Regions from separate parts of the Anas platyrhynchos genome. Here region 1 is linked to region 2. A link is a contact called in public Hi-C data. All regions are on one chromosome and are shown on one strand. Each heading gives the region's core, a stretch centred on a gene start, on an enhancer-like site or on the middle of the called end of the contact. The rest is flanking DNA. Distances are from core to core; before and after follow the strand shown. Region 1 holds the start of TRIB2 (tribbles pseudokinase 2). Region 2 has its middle 200 kb from the start of TRIB2.

What was found. A called contact is a pair of places that touch in the nucleus more often than the background predicts.
Region 1: a Hi-C map of small yellow follicle shows a contact between it and region 2, with 3 times the contacts expected there. The contact joins the promoter of TRIB2 here to the enhancer-like site in region 2. A contact is called at or near these places in 2 of 8 Hi-C or Micro-C datasets (skeletal muscle and small yellow follicle).

The regions. Positions count from the first base shown.
Region 1 is chr3:106,604,067-106,610,655 of IASCAAS_PekinDuck_T2T, reverse strand. It overlaps TRIB2 (tribbles pseudokinase 2), which reads right to left and starts at 5,061. Exons shown (of 4, transcript XM_027455248.3): 1 at 4,904-5,061; 2 at 3,662-4,072. The coding sequence starts at 3,931.
Region 2 is chr3:106,399,930-106,407,422 of IASCAAS_PekinDuck_T2T, reverse strand. No RefSeq gene overlaps it. Among named protein-coding and RNA genes, the nearest start is that of TRIB2, 200 kb to the left of the region's middle. Within about 2 kb of position 1,917, at least 2 of the 8 cell types and tissues checked have an H3K27ac peak or open chromatin away from gene starts, as enhancers often do. A contact at or near this core is called in small yellow follicle, where this site is marked.

The sequences.
Region 1 (6,589 bases), core at 3,812-6,311, 200 kb before region 2:
ATGACATGCAGAGGCGGTTCTTGGAAGGAAGCTTGTTTATCTTCTATTTTACATCCAAATAAACTCATAGAGAACATGACCGGTAGCTTTGTGTTGAGAGAAGCTGTCAAATTAAATCCACCCTGATCCACACGCCTCTCTCTTGATTTTATTAACCCATTAAAGCTTTCAGGATTTTCTGGTTTAAAATATCATCTGTCACTATTCACGTTTACTTCCTGCATTTCTTTCATCTCCCATGAACAGCAAAGTCACTTTCACTTTCAAAGTCTCAGTTTTACAATGGCTGTTTATAAGATCAGAAGGACAACAGGGGAAATAGCCCTGCCTCTTGGAGCACAGACAAACACCCTTCAAAAGGCAAAGACAAAAACCACCCCAAAGTCTCTGCCTTTCAGTCAAGTGCTCCATTAAAAGCAAAGTGTCCCTTTAATAGTAAGTATGTTATCACTGATCTTATGAATGAGCTGTAGGAATTAAAAAGGCTGCTGGGAAACCCAAATATAAAAAGTTACTATAATCTAGTGATGACGAATGAATCAGTATTTGAGTCAATTGAGAAATGCCCATACTACACAAAGAAGAAAGACTTCATTAACAAGAACAGAAGCCAGTGTGCTGAAAGAGAGTATAAGCCAAGTATTGATGGGAGTGATTGTTATTTTCAGTTATACCTGCTCCAGATGTAACACAAAGCAAGGGATTAGCATTTCCACTAGCATAAAAATTCTATCAATATATAACTCACTCTCTGGTGTTTTGTTACTTTGGTAAAAAGAATTTAAGGTGGTCATGTCTCATTCTAATTGAACAAAAAAAATGAAGAACCAGTGAAGGTATCAAACCTACCAGTTTAAAATGCAATTGTTTTCCTTCTTTTTGTATCCCTGTAGTGGGTATTTGTGTCCTCTCCAAGAAGCAAACTTCCTTGCTTTCTTTGAAGCTTTATAAAGCATTGAGTACCGAGCATCAGAGATGCAGTTCAATACAAATTTACCTGAGGCTTCAAAACCTAAGCCTTGTAACACTTCAGAGTGCAATCATTAACTCCTTCCCCTGAAAAGGACCCCAAAACGGGGACACCCCCTCCTCACCCAGCTCCTTCCCACCACCCCATACCTGTGCTGCTGTACACCAGCACAGGCAAAAACAACCTTAAAGGCAGGCTGCCAAACAGATCCAACACATTTTACGGGGGGGGGGGTGTAGATTAACACTGAGCCATTCTGGTGACATGGTGAGCCAGGGAAGCAGAACTGGGGTGGGGAGGGGGTGTTGCTAAAATCCTTGGTGTGTAAATCAGTCCAGAGGAGAATTCATTGACATTTGGGTCTCAAAACTAATACATTGTAAGTGAATGGCTCTACTACAATGCGGCTGCTATAAAATAAAATTTAAGCAGGAACATTCATGTAGCTCAAACCCTCAAGTGAAAAAAAAAGCCTTTCCAGAATTCTCTTCTAACCAGGTTATCCTGATATAAATTAGTTATATTTTGTGGTTCTCGGGTAAGGTAAGTAGGTCTGGATATGTATCAGCACTGTATTTGCAAGTGAGGAGATGGGAAGTGCTATCACCCTGCTACAGCCTAGAATACCTTTTATAAAGCGCTTCTTTGTATCCCAGCATGTAAGATCCCTGGCCTCAATTCAGAGAATGTCCAATAAGCTGCAGTTTGATTTAGTTCTTGCTGGAAATTGGAAGTGAGAAGTTACCATTGTCTGGATGCCACAGAGCCTCGAAGCAAGTAACGGCATCTGTACAGGCAGTGGGTGCAGCCAAATGAATCTTGAGAATCATCAGTATGTGTCTGCTATCCAAACCAATGTTTGTGCAAGCAATCTCTAAGAGCATCTTCAATAAGATACCAGATAGCAGGTCTATTAGCCGGAAGGCTACTTGACAAATACTAGTCATGATACTGCAGGCATTTTAAAGAATGCATTAAATTGAGTTCAGGGCTGACAACTGCATATTCACAAGCTGGCAATTCAAGCTAAGATCATATTTTGGAGCCCAGCTAGAAGTAGTGCCTTGCACATACGGAAAAACTGACACTATTCAAATGTCAGGATCGGTTTAAAAACATACAGCTTGAAGGGAGGAGAAAAAAAAATCAAGTCCACCCTTTGTGAGCTGCAGTCATGCTGCTCATACTGTTATCAAAACACTACCTTAATCCTGCAAAGCAAACAGGAAACAAAGACGAGCAGAGCCCCCACTTTACTCCTTGCTATGCAAGTTCACCTATAATTTCACGCAGAGCAGCAGCTTTGTGGGATCTGTTTATTTCATGAAAAGATGCCAATGTCCTAGAGTGCAGCACTGTACTGCTGCACCAAGCAGGGCTTTCATTCTAGAAATTCTCATGTTCTGTTTCAGTTTAGTAACAAAGCATTCACTTCAGCATGCAGTATTAGTCCTTTGCAAAGTCACGGGCCCTTTTTTTCCCCTGAATAATCACACAAAGTCCTAGGTTGCCTTAACATCAGGTTTTATAACTCAATCAATGAGCACATTTAAATTGCCCTCTGAACTCCAGTCTTCACAAATAGCAAACAGGAGCAATTATTTTCACTTCCTTGCTACAAGCTAGTCCATAACTTCTTATGAATCGAGTACAGAAGTATGCAACCATCAGCAATACTACCATTAATCCCTGGAATGTGAAAAGTAGATGTATTGTACCTTTTTTCAATTTTGCAGTTAGTTCGACACGAGACGCTTGCTCAAGATAGCTACATGGCACAATTCCATATTTCAGGAACAATGCAAACACTGCAGCGGGTGTTGCAAGGTTGCAATGTGCTACGTAGTTATAAGAACTACTACTGGGTACTGCCTCGGTTTGCCTGGCATAAGTCTGGCTTGCTACAGACAATGAGAATCGCAATTTAGGAACAAAGGAAAATATTCCCTCAGCCCGAAAGGAGAACATCCCTCGACAGGCGTGCACGCATGGGGTTTTCTTTCTCCCACTGCTCACCTTTGAATAGTAGGAACAAACTGGGAGGAGGCTCAGCAAAGCAGACAGGCTACAAAGAGTGGGATAGCTATTTTGTCTGCTCTTCTGAAAACCGTAGGTGTGCAGGTTTTGTTCTTGCTGAGTTGTGCAATGGGGGAGGATGCTGTTTGCAAACAACCTCCACGGTGAAGGAGCTCAGGCTGCTTAATTCGATGTGGATTTTTTAAATCACTTTTAAGACAAAGCTGATTGCAACCACCACCACCCCCCTCCACAACCTCCCCCATACCCCAACTCACAGAACACGGGAGAGGGGCAAAAAAAATCGAGGAAGCCGGCAGGTCCCAACACCTTAAAATTAGCTGGGGATTCCCTACTCCATTTTGAAAAGTGAGAGTGGGGAAGATGAGGTTTTCTCCTGCCCTGAAACTCCCTTTAAGACCTACTTAAAGGACGGCTCTTTCCAGAACAATATCCCCGGGGTAAGCGGCAGAACTGGCTCCCGGCCACCGCTATAACGTGGCCATTGTCTGGAGAGAGGGAAAAGTTACAGGATGCGCCTTTAATCCTGCCTCTCCTCCGCCTTTTCTTTTTTAAAGCTGGTCAATAACCGAACCCCCCGACCTCCTTTAAAGCCCCAGGAAACGAACCCGCGGCAGCAGGCTAAGCCCGGCAGAGGAGGAGGAGAGGGATTACCTTGCAAACCAGCTCCTCGCCGCTGTGCAGATGGACGGCTCGGAAAACGTGGTCTCCCTCGAGAGGCTCCAACAATAAGTATTTCCCGATGCAAGAAACGCAATGCGACAAGTTCGGGGTCTCCGGCGGGCTCGGCGAGCCTAGATTCGGGCTAAAACTCTGGCTTGGCTCGATGGACCGTATGGACGAGAGCTCCTCAAAATCCTGGGTTTTATTCCGCGGTCTCCCATATCGTGCTATCGTGATAGGGGTTGACCTTTGTATGTTCATGAGTATGGAGAAAACCAGCCGAGACGCTGCACCGGAGCCCTGGCGTGGAGCGCGGTCCCTCGCCCGTCCAGCTGCGGCTGCCTTTGTGTGCCGGGGAGGGGGGCGGGAGCGGCGGCGGGCGCCCAGCCTCAGCGCCGCGTCCTGGGCACAGGGAGAGAGCGCTCAGCCCGCGGCCCTTTGTTCCCCGCCGGCGGCCGGGCGCGGAGCGGTGCGGAGCTGGGCTTGGGGCTGGGGGGCGGCCGCCTTTCGGCCGCCTCTCCCGCTTAGGAGTGGGGATAAAGGGTTAGGTAAAAGCGCTGCGCGCAAGTGGGGGGGGGGGGGAGGCTTTTTTTTTTTCCCTTCTTTTTTTTTTTTTTTTCTCTCTTTTCTCCTACTGCGAGGCTGAGCAGCGCTGCCGCCGCCGGGCTGTAGATGGCGTGGGAACGCCGCCGCTGGGAAAATGCCCCGCGAAAATAGCGAGGGAGCGAGCGCTGAACTTGGAGCGGGCCGGCCGACAAAAGAGCGCACGGAGCGGAGGGAGGCTCCGCGGGGCCGCCCCCCTGCCGGCCGAGCCGCGCAAGATGCGCGGGTGCTGCTGCGCGCCCGGCGGCCAAAGGGACCCAGCTGCTGCCGGCGGCGCGGCTGCTCCGGGAAAAGGGGAAAAAGTGCGACCCCGGGAGAGGGGAGGCGAATCCCAAGCGCACGGAGGGATTTGGGGCTGGGGGCTGAATGGAGAACAGAAACAACAAAGAAAAGAAAAAAAAATAAATAAAGCAGCGCTGCGAGAACGGGGCCGGCTTCTCACTGCGGGGAACGGAGGTGCACTAAAGGACGCTTAAAAAAATAATTTAAAAAAAAATCAGCAGATTGTATTTATTTTTATTTTTTTTCTCCCAAGGGGGAGAGGGGAAGGGATGGCCGCGTCGCTCCCCTTTCAGCAGGGCATCGTCTCCCCCCCCGCTTCCATCTCCCGGCGTATTAATAGCTACTTACGTGGCGGGGACGCTGGCTGCCTCCGTGCCTCGCTGCCGGCCGCCGCCGCACGCCCGCACGGTGCCCAGCGCGCAGGCTGACTGTACTGCCCCGGCACCGCCGCCCGCCCCGGCCCGGCACGGCCCGGCCCGGCCCCGCCGCCCACCGCGCTCCGCTCCGCCCCGGCCCGCCCCGGCCCGCCCCGGCCGCCTGCCGCTCTCAGGGTAAACAAGGTGAGACGTCCTTCCGCGGCACGGCTGTGCTGAGCCGAGCCGTGCCGAGCTGTGCCGGGGGGGCTGCTCGCACCAGTATGCACCAGTACGGCACCAGCGCGGAGCTGGGAGCCGCTCCCCGCTTTTGTCAGGGATGCAGCCGGTCTTCCTTCTCCCGGGGTTGCCCTTGCGGTTGAGGGGGGGGATATTAGCTAATTAATTTTAATTCATAATAGTTTCCCCCAAATAATTAAATACACCTTAAGGAGGAGTCCGGCCCCGCCACCCAGGCATTGCATGTGCCGGCGCCGGAGCCCCAGGCGGGCGTGGGTTTTGTTTCCCTTTCTTTTCTCTCTCTCTCTTTTTTTTTTTTTTTTTTTTTTTTTTTTTTTTTGTCAATGAAGAAATCGCTTTTATTTTTTTCCGGGCAACGTGGGTCTCCGCGTACTTACGGGAGCCACAGCAGCCGCTTCCCGGTGCAGTCTGCTGGGAGGAGATCTCCCGACCCCGGGTTTGCCTTAATCCATCCCAAAATTAAAACGGTGCCGAGAGGGGGGCAGAGGGAAAAGGTAAACCCTTTCACCCTGCCATGAAGAAAGCCATGAATGAGAACTCTCTGTCCCCGCCCAGCACCACTGCGGTCTGCTTTTTTTTTTTTTTTTTTTTTTTTTTAGTACAAACATCCCTCCCTCCCCCATTTTATTGTTTCTGCTATGGGAGTTTGGATATATATGAAAGTTTGATGAGCAGCTCCCTGAATTCCCAACAAGCCTGGCACTTACTTCGTTGAGTTTGCCCCCTCTTGCCCCCTCGTCAGCACAGGAGAGAGCCAGAAATGGGAGAAGAGTTATTTTGGTGTGAGGACCTCTGGATTTGGATGATGCCTTGTGAATCAAAGGAGTCTGCTAATAATGAGAGGAGCCTAACAGAGGAGGCTGTCCCAGAGATAAGCACTTTGGGGCTGAAAGAAAATGCCTCTGAACAGGGCTCCAGGGAGGCTGTAGGGATTCCTCTATAGGGGGCTCATCTTGGCAGGGGAGGTGTCAGAAATGGCAGGGGTGAGGGGTAGTTCTTCCCAAAGAGTGTTATACCCACTTCATCACTCCTCCCCCAGGCGAGGGTCTTTACATGGCCTGATACACAGTTATAAGAGGAATACCTCTTAGAAAGGATTGTCTTGATGTTAAGCTTGGCACGAGACAAATGAGCCTCTGGCAACATGCCGGGATTTGGTCCTGGTGAACGTCCCTTAAGCAGTAGGGAAGGACACAGAACCAGTGATCTGCAACAACCTCTAGGATGACCTGCAAACCCAGTCTTTGCTGTCTGCCTTAAAATGCAAAGGTGTTTCCCCCCATTCCTCAGTCATTCCCATCACCTCTGAATACCCTGTAACTCTTAATACCATTTTTAGAAATGGGATGAGCAGTGCCGGATACTGAATCACTGCGAATAAGGACAAGCCATAAAGTTATGCAATACGTTCTCCAGTCTC
Region 2 (7,493 bases), core at 668-3,167:
TATTTTAAGCTAAAGAACAATGCTGGCATTACAAAAGCCTAATATAAGCTGTTCATAAATAAATTGTTCTGGAAATTAAAACAGTTGGAACAATAATGTTTTAAAACAGCCTTCCAGACAAAATAGAAGCAGAAACTTTAGCTGCTTTTCAGACAAAATTCAGTGCTTTGATGCATGGGACAATAAGACATGGAGCCTTGAACACCAGAGGAACAGACTCCATGTACCAGCACAGACAACTCTCCAGAAATTAGTAGTATCAAATCCTGCAAACAGTTCCAAGAATAAGAATATAACCAGAAGATCTTTCCTAGGCATCTGTTTCCACTGGAGGCCTTCAGTCTATACCACAAGACAAAAATATGATAAAGAGAAATATTATTAACCATACAACTTATTTTTCTTATTGAATAATAATAAAAAAAATAAAATAAAAAAAACCTTATGTTAAACCCCAAAAGCATTAAAAAATTAAAATTACTTCCTAACCAGCAAAGAAGTGAGATTCTGAAAGGATGCTGCTTAATTTCTTATTTGAAGTTGAAGACTTATGATTTTATTATATTGCATGGGTACTTGTTATATAAGGCCTTGTATGTCATCACTCATGATGTCTCTTCAGACCTGTGCTCCCAGAGCTGAGTATGGTAAGATATTGATATCAGTCAATATTAGACTGATAGCTGGGGAATTTTATTGCTCCATGTGTGAGAAACCATGAACCAAAATGGATCTTTGCTGGATGTCATTACTGATTCAGAAGACAGAAATCTTTAGTTTCCAACCTCTCTTACACTCAGGGTGTACCTTCTGAGAACAGTTTGTTCATTCACATGTCTTCAGTTATACATAGTATGTTGTGAGGATGAACCTAAGCCAAAGTCTGTATTACCAAATTTTGAGGGATTGCAATGACTGAAAGCATTCAGTTCAGTATCTTCCCTTACTATTTTTAATTCAGAGTCTTCTTTTTCCTTCTGTTTGTGACCACTCATTCATTAATATAAGCAAACAATATTCTGGAGAGTTGCAAGAAACTTCACCAGAAACATCACCTGTCACAACACTCCAGAAACATCCTGAAAGAAAAAACTGGAGCAATGCAGTTGGTTTTGTTTATTTTTTTTTCCCACAGATCTTTGTAAAAACCCTGAGGCAAACAGTGTTGTGTAATAGCCAACAGTACAGCTTGTGACAGGCATACCCTGAAGTCTGAATGTGGCTAAAATGTCTGATTTAAAATCTAACAGTAAGGGGTGTGATATTGACAGTAGGCTTCAATAATCAGTAACAACTCCAATCTAATCACTTGTTTAGCCTGTCTGTCATAGGAGGTTGTGCACAAGATGATTATTTTTGAAGCCTGTTCCTTGACTGGGCTGGATTTACTCATTCATTATACTCAGGAAGCTTGAAGTCTTTTAATTTTCTTGAATATTCCTAATTTGTACTAATGCAGATACAGTGCAAGGGCTGAGGTCACAACTACTCCCCTGAGAGGAGGCCGTCTCAACATGCATCAGCAAATTGTTCAGATACTTGTCAGCCTTTGACTAATATTTCAGCTATACTCTGGGGATCCCGTGTCACTTCTTTCCCTTCGGGGAAGCAGCAGTCAGGCTGACTAGCTGTAAAACCAGGTGCACTTCAATCGAACATGTTAACATCTAAGCATTGAAGCTGAACCACTTTATATGAGTGTTAAAAGTTTGCAGCCTATGTAATACAGATAAAAGACTGATTCTTTATATATATACATACGTTAGTAAAAGTTATTATTTTGGATGAGAAGATAAATATTTTATATCAACATCATTTTTCCTTAACAGCATTCTACCAGCAGCTACACTATTATTACATAGTACTTCTTATCAGTATGTTTCTAGTAGTACAGTTTTGTTAAGTAGGCTGGGTCTGGGTACATTTTAGTTTGGAGACAGAGGAATTGAGGGGGAAAAAAAAAAAAAAAAAAGCAACTTAATCCTTTCCCTGAACATTGCACAAATATACAATAGTTTTGTGATCAATAGGGATCATGGGCTCTAGGTGGCAAAGACTTGTCTTTGTATTGAGGCTTTCAAGGCCATGCAGGAGATTGAACAGACGTCCACTATTAAAACACATAGATATTGAATCTAAATCTTTGTTTTCCTGAAGAGCCTGGCCTTTGGGGCTCTGCCTGATGTGATTTAGTGAGGATCTGTTGCTGTTTTTAGCTTGATTTTCTCTGGAAACAAAAATATTCAACTATTGTTTTGTCTGTCAGTTCACTGCCCTCCTGAAACCCAAATATTTCCTTGCCCTGGATCCAGAATAGCCCCAGCACTGTAGCCTCTTTCCCATTCAGATTTAAGGGGAGAAGTTATTGCAATAAAGAGGTGTTTAGCTGGAGACAGAGGTGTGCTTAGAGAAGAAGGGACACAAATCTAGAGAAGCAAATTTCACTCACTACCAAATAACTTGTTCTTCTGAAGAAAATGAACTCACAAGTTTTTCCAAAACCTTGATGACTTTTGTTTGCTTAGCCTTGGATAGCCTATACTTACTCTCTTCCTTGAAATTTCTGGCAGAGATATATTAGGTATTTTTATATATAAACACAAGGGAGAGATAGGTTGGATGAGTTTACATGCCTAGTGGAAAAACTTCCACTGAAGTAAACAAGTGGGGTTTGCTCTAAGGTGGTTTTGAAGATAAACTATACAAGGCGGAGAGCTTGGAATGAAGTACGTGCAGCTGTTCCAAATTTTTATTAGAATACAGCAAGCTGTTGTCCCTAGGAGCTGTCTTGTTATTAAAAGTCAGACCAGGTAAAGCAGAGAGCAATTATATTATAATGTTTATTTTTTATGCTGAGTGAGTTAGGACATCAAGTACAGAATCATGTCTGTAAAACGCAAAAAACTGTGTCTTCAGGTCTTACAGGAATTACAATATTATCTGTGTCTTGTCAGCAAGGTTTTAATAACAGTGAAGATAATAGCTGCTGCTTATCTAATGTTTTTCATCTGTATGGCTTGAAGCATATTACAAAGGAAATATTATTGTCCCCCTTTTATAAATGGAGTATCTGAGCATTAGAGAGATCAACTGCTTAAGGTCATACACAGAATGGGATTTTAACTAGTCACAAATGCTAGTGCTAATATTTTTGCAAGTTTAAGAAAAATGCTGTTTCTTTGAATAATGTTTTTTTTGTTGTTGTTGTTTTTTGTTTGTTTGTTTTTGTTTTTGTTTTTTGTTTGTTTTTAAATTAGTCTTGCACTGATTGTTCTATATTTGTCATTGCCCCATTGCTGAAGAAAAGTAGATTGTGAGGCTGTGTTGTGTCAGATTTTTCCTAAGGAAAAACTTAGTGACACAGAATTGAGGGAATTTAGAAAATTCACAATGATTTCGGGAACATTATTCACACTACATAGTCCGTACTCTCCTGACACAAGTAAATCCAAGGAAATCAGTGGTACCTTAGATGAATAGTGAGTACCAACGTCTGTTTCTTTAAATGTATATAAGGCTTTTTAATTTCAAGTAACTGTCAAGACCAAGGAAGCAATTCCAGATCTAGAAACCATAGGTAATATGCTACTTAATATGTCTTGTTGAGAAGAAACAGCTTTGTTCTCTCAATTAAGATTTTTGCCCTCTTGCTTTCAGCTCAGTCTTTGTTGGCAATCTGGGTCCTCTCCCTTGCAAAACCCTTTAGCGCAAAACCAGTTCACAGACCACATGGGACTTGCATGTTTTCTGTGTGAGTGGTGTTTGTTTTTTTTTCTTCCCAGAAAATACAAGTGTGAAATATCAGCTATGGCAACTAAGAAGTCAAATTTTATGGCAGCACCTAGAGTCTTTTAAGGAGAGATTTAACTAAGAAACATTTAACATTTTGGCACTTAATGAAAGCTGGTTGTGTAGGCTCGTTGAGTAGTAAACTGGAAAAAACACTTTGAGAAAGTTGATTGTTCTATGCTAAAGAAAAAAAGAAAATTACTTATGATAGGTGGAAAGCTCTCTTTCCATTCCATTTTATGTAAGGGACATAGGCAATTAACAAGAATAAAAGCCCAAAGTTTAGAAGGCTAAAGTCAAGTAATATCAGTTTCATCTATTGTGGTAAATCCTTGACTGCACTTGAGAAAACAACTTTAACTGGGTGTTCTTGCAGGTGTATAACTAGGCAAACTTAAATAAATGTGTGTGAATCTCTTTCTTTCTGTGTAACTACAGAGATACACCATTTCATGTATTTTTCTTATCAGTGCAGTCAACATAATCTGACCAACATATCATAGGAAAAAATGTATGATCTAAGAACGGTTATTTAATACCATTTCACATCCACAAAAACAGAGGTTTTGTGGGGAAAAACACCAGATGGGGACATGCTAAGAGACTGGGTAAAAGACCTGGTGACCAAAAGAGAATGAAAATTAGGAAGCATTCAGTTTTATTTTAAGTGCAGCAGCACTACCAGCACTCTGTGAGTCAGATACCAAACAACAAGCCCCTGAAGGAACAAAAAGCTACAAAGTCTGTACGTGATAATAATCCTGATGGAACAAAGCAAGCAGCATCCAAGAAAGGTGTTTCAGCCTCCTTAAGAAAGAGAGAGAAAAAGAAAATGTCATTCGTCACTACATACTGGGAAGAATGGAAAATAACAAATGCTGTAAACTCACCAAGAATACAGCTGAAAATTAGACTGTAACTGTCTGAGGAGTAATTTTCTGAAATAGTTTCTCAATAGAGTTAGTGAAAGGACATCAGTCTTTTGTATTTGGCAGTGAAGTTTGATCATTTTTAGTGTTAACAGTGAACATTGCTTGGTAACCATTGAAGCCTTTATTACCTCAGGCTTTTAGGGCAGAAGTCACATGGACAGTAGGATTCTGCACTGTTTCACTGGAGTAAAAATAAATGTGTAACAATAAGTTGTGAAGCTCATACAGTAATTCTGTCGTTCTTCTATAAGGAGTTACCACATAGAATTATGTAAATTATGGTTCTCAGATTGTTAAAGAAAAGCAGGATTGAACTGACATATTTGGAGATGTGTTCACTTCATGAGCAACCAAGCAGAGGACTGCTGAGTGGACTGTAAATGGTATGAAATCAAGGATTAGTGTTTTGGGGAGTTTGCTGCAACAGTTCTGTGGAAAATAAATAAATAAATAAATACTTTTTTTTTTTTTCACATTAGCAGAGGCTTGTAAGTAAGGGATAAAGACTAGTCTTCCTTGTCAATGGTAAATTGAAGTAGTCTAGAAGACTTTGTTAACATTGATGATGATAACAGTAGTTTTACCAACAGGGTTGATAGAACTGTGTGCATTATAGACTCAGGTTGCAAATTTATTGAACTAGAGGAGAGATAAGGTGAAGAAATTACTTTGTTATTCAAGTATTTACACTAAAATTCTAGATGACAAGTAACAACAAAAAATTCTTGGAAAGTGTGGTGTACTTGGCAAAGCAGGTTATAGCAAGCATGTTTTATGTGACTGGAATTTTTAAATCTTTGGCTGTAAGAACTGACGATACAGTGGGAGAAAGCATGAAGATATAGACAATTTGTGCATATCCAGAACTCAATTCTATGTGACTTTGAATGCATGATGGTGATCATGGGAAGTGTATGGCAGGTTGAAGAACTAAAGCAGAAAATTAAGTTAACCATATCTTGTCATGTATAGAAAACTTTTTTTTTTTTTTTTTTTTTTCCCCTTGGATGAGGGGAAGTGTTGGCTATAGGGCACAGGCATCACAATTTCTAGAAGCTATAGACTATGATTTCTTATACAAAATGTCTGATACCCAATAGTGGTTTATTTTATTTGCCATTAAGTTGAACAAAGTTCAACTAACATTAACAAACATTAAGCTGAATAAATTATTTTCTGTAATAACAAGTAGGTGATTGCCTATAAAGCAGTGACCATTATCTGGTTATATTCAATTGGCAATTAAACAGAGGACAGTCCTAATCAGTTGCATACATGGTTCTTCTAAACAACTAATTTCCCGAAGCTGAGGGTAAGTATGAGTAATAGTGAGTGGGAGGGAAAAGCAAATAAAAACTGAGAGAACTTGAAGAGATTATTAGAAGCCAAAAAGCCACTGCTCCACAGTCAAGAAAGAAGAATTTGGCCAAGAGCCCGCTGTATTTTTGTCATAGTATTACAGGGTAGTTGGTGAAATGGAAATTGTAATATAGTTAATAACTATTCAGAAATGCAGTTTTCAGAGCATACTAGATTGTCTCAGAAGATGTTGAAATACTCTGGTGTTCCAGTAGTGATCAGGGAGGTTACTAATCAAAGTTTTATTAAAAATAGACCTTTAAAAACAACTAGTTAACATTACTTTTATCCTAGAGTCATAGATGAGAGATCTCAGACAACTAGTCTCCTGGTGCTCCAGGATAGTTCTGTTTCCTAAAAAACCAGTGTTTATGTGATCATACTGTCTGCCTATTGAGCTGCCAGTCTGCTGTCTGCTCTCACTCCTCATTTAAAAAAAATAAAAAATAAAAAAATTGAACCCACTAGCCAGTTTCAACTACATTTAAGAGACTGGTAAAAGATTCAAATATAAATAAGTTCCTAACTCTTTCCAGAATACAGTTGCCATTTTAAAGTTTTAGTTCTAAACTTTTTCAGAAAAAGAAAACAAAACAAAAACAATAACAAAAACTGTCTACATGGTGATTGGACAGATTGTGTGTATCAACAAAATTATACCGGTAATTACTATTTTTTTATATATAATTTGAAAAACAAAGTATAACTGCATTTTAATCAATAGCTACACTATCATCTGGTTCCTGTTATTATGGGAGTTATTGTCTTGCACAGAAGCAGGACATCAGTTCTATAGAGAAAATTAGAATATCGTATCTCTGGGTGACAAACTTAGTAGGGGAAAAAAAAAAAAAAAAAAGGGAAAAAAAGAAAAAAAAAAAGACATCTGCCTCATACAGCAATCAAAAAGCAACACTTTAGCTAACCAGTCCTCATGTTGGGGACTTCCAGATCCCAGTGAGATCTGGATTTAGCAGTATATGGGACTGGAAACCTGCTGTTGCAAGCAGAAAGAAGAATTCTTTTCAGCCTTGTGCAAGGCAACAATTCTATGACTATATAAATTTAGTATTATAAAAAAGATTAATCCTTCCATTCCTTTCTTAATCATTTTTAGTATTTTGAGCCAGCAGAAACCAGCAATTCTGCTCTCCTGATCCCAGCAGAAAGAAAGGCTGGGTATTGCAAATCACAAATCAGTGGTGCACATTTCTGTTGTCTGCTCAGTTTCTTCAATCCAGATCTGCCAGTGTGACTGACGAGGTTTAAATGACAAAGACCAGGATATATTTTTGGATTATGTTCGTGGTTTCAGCTGATCCATATTTGCATTTTTTCTCATACATGTGTAAATGATGTTGAAGTGGCAGATTTCTCAAATGCATGGCAAGGAAATGCAGTTTATATTGTACA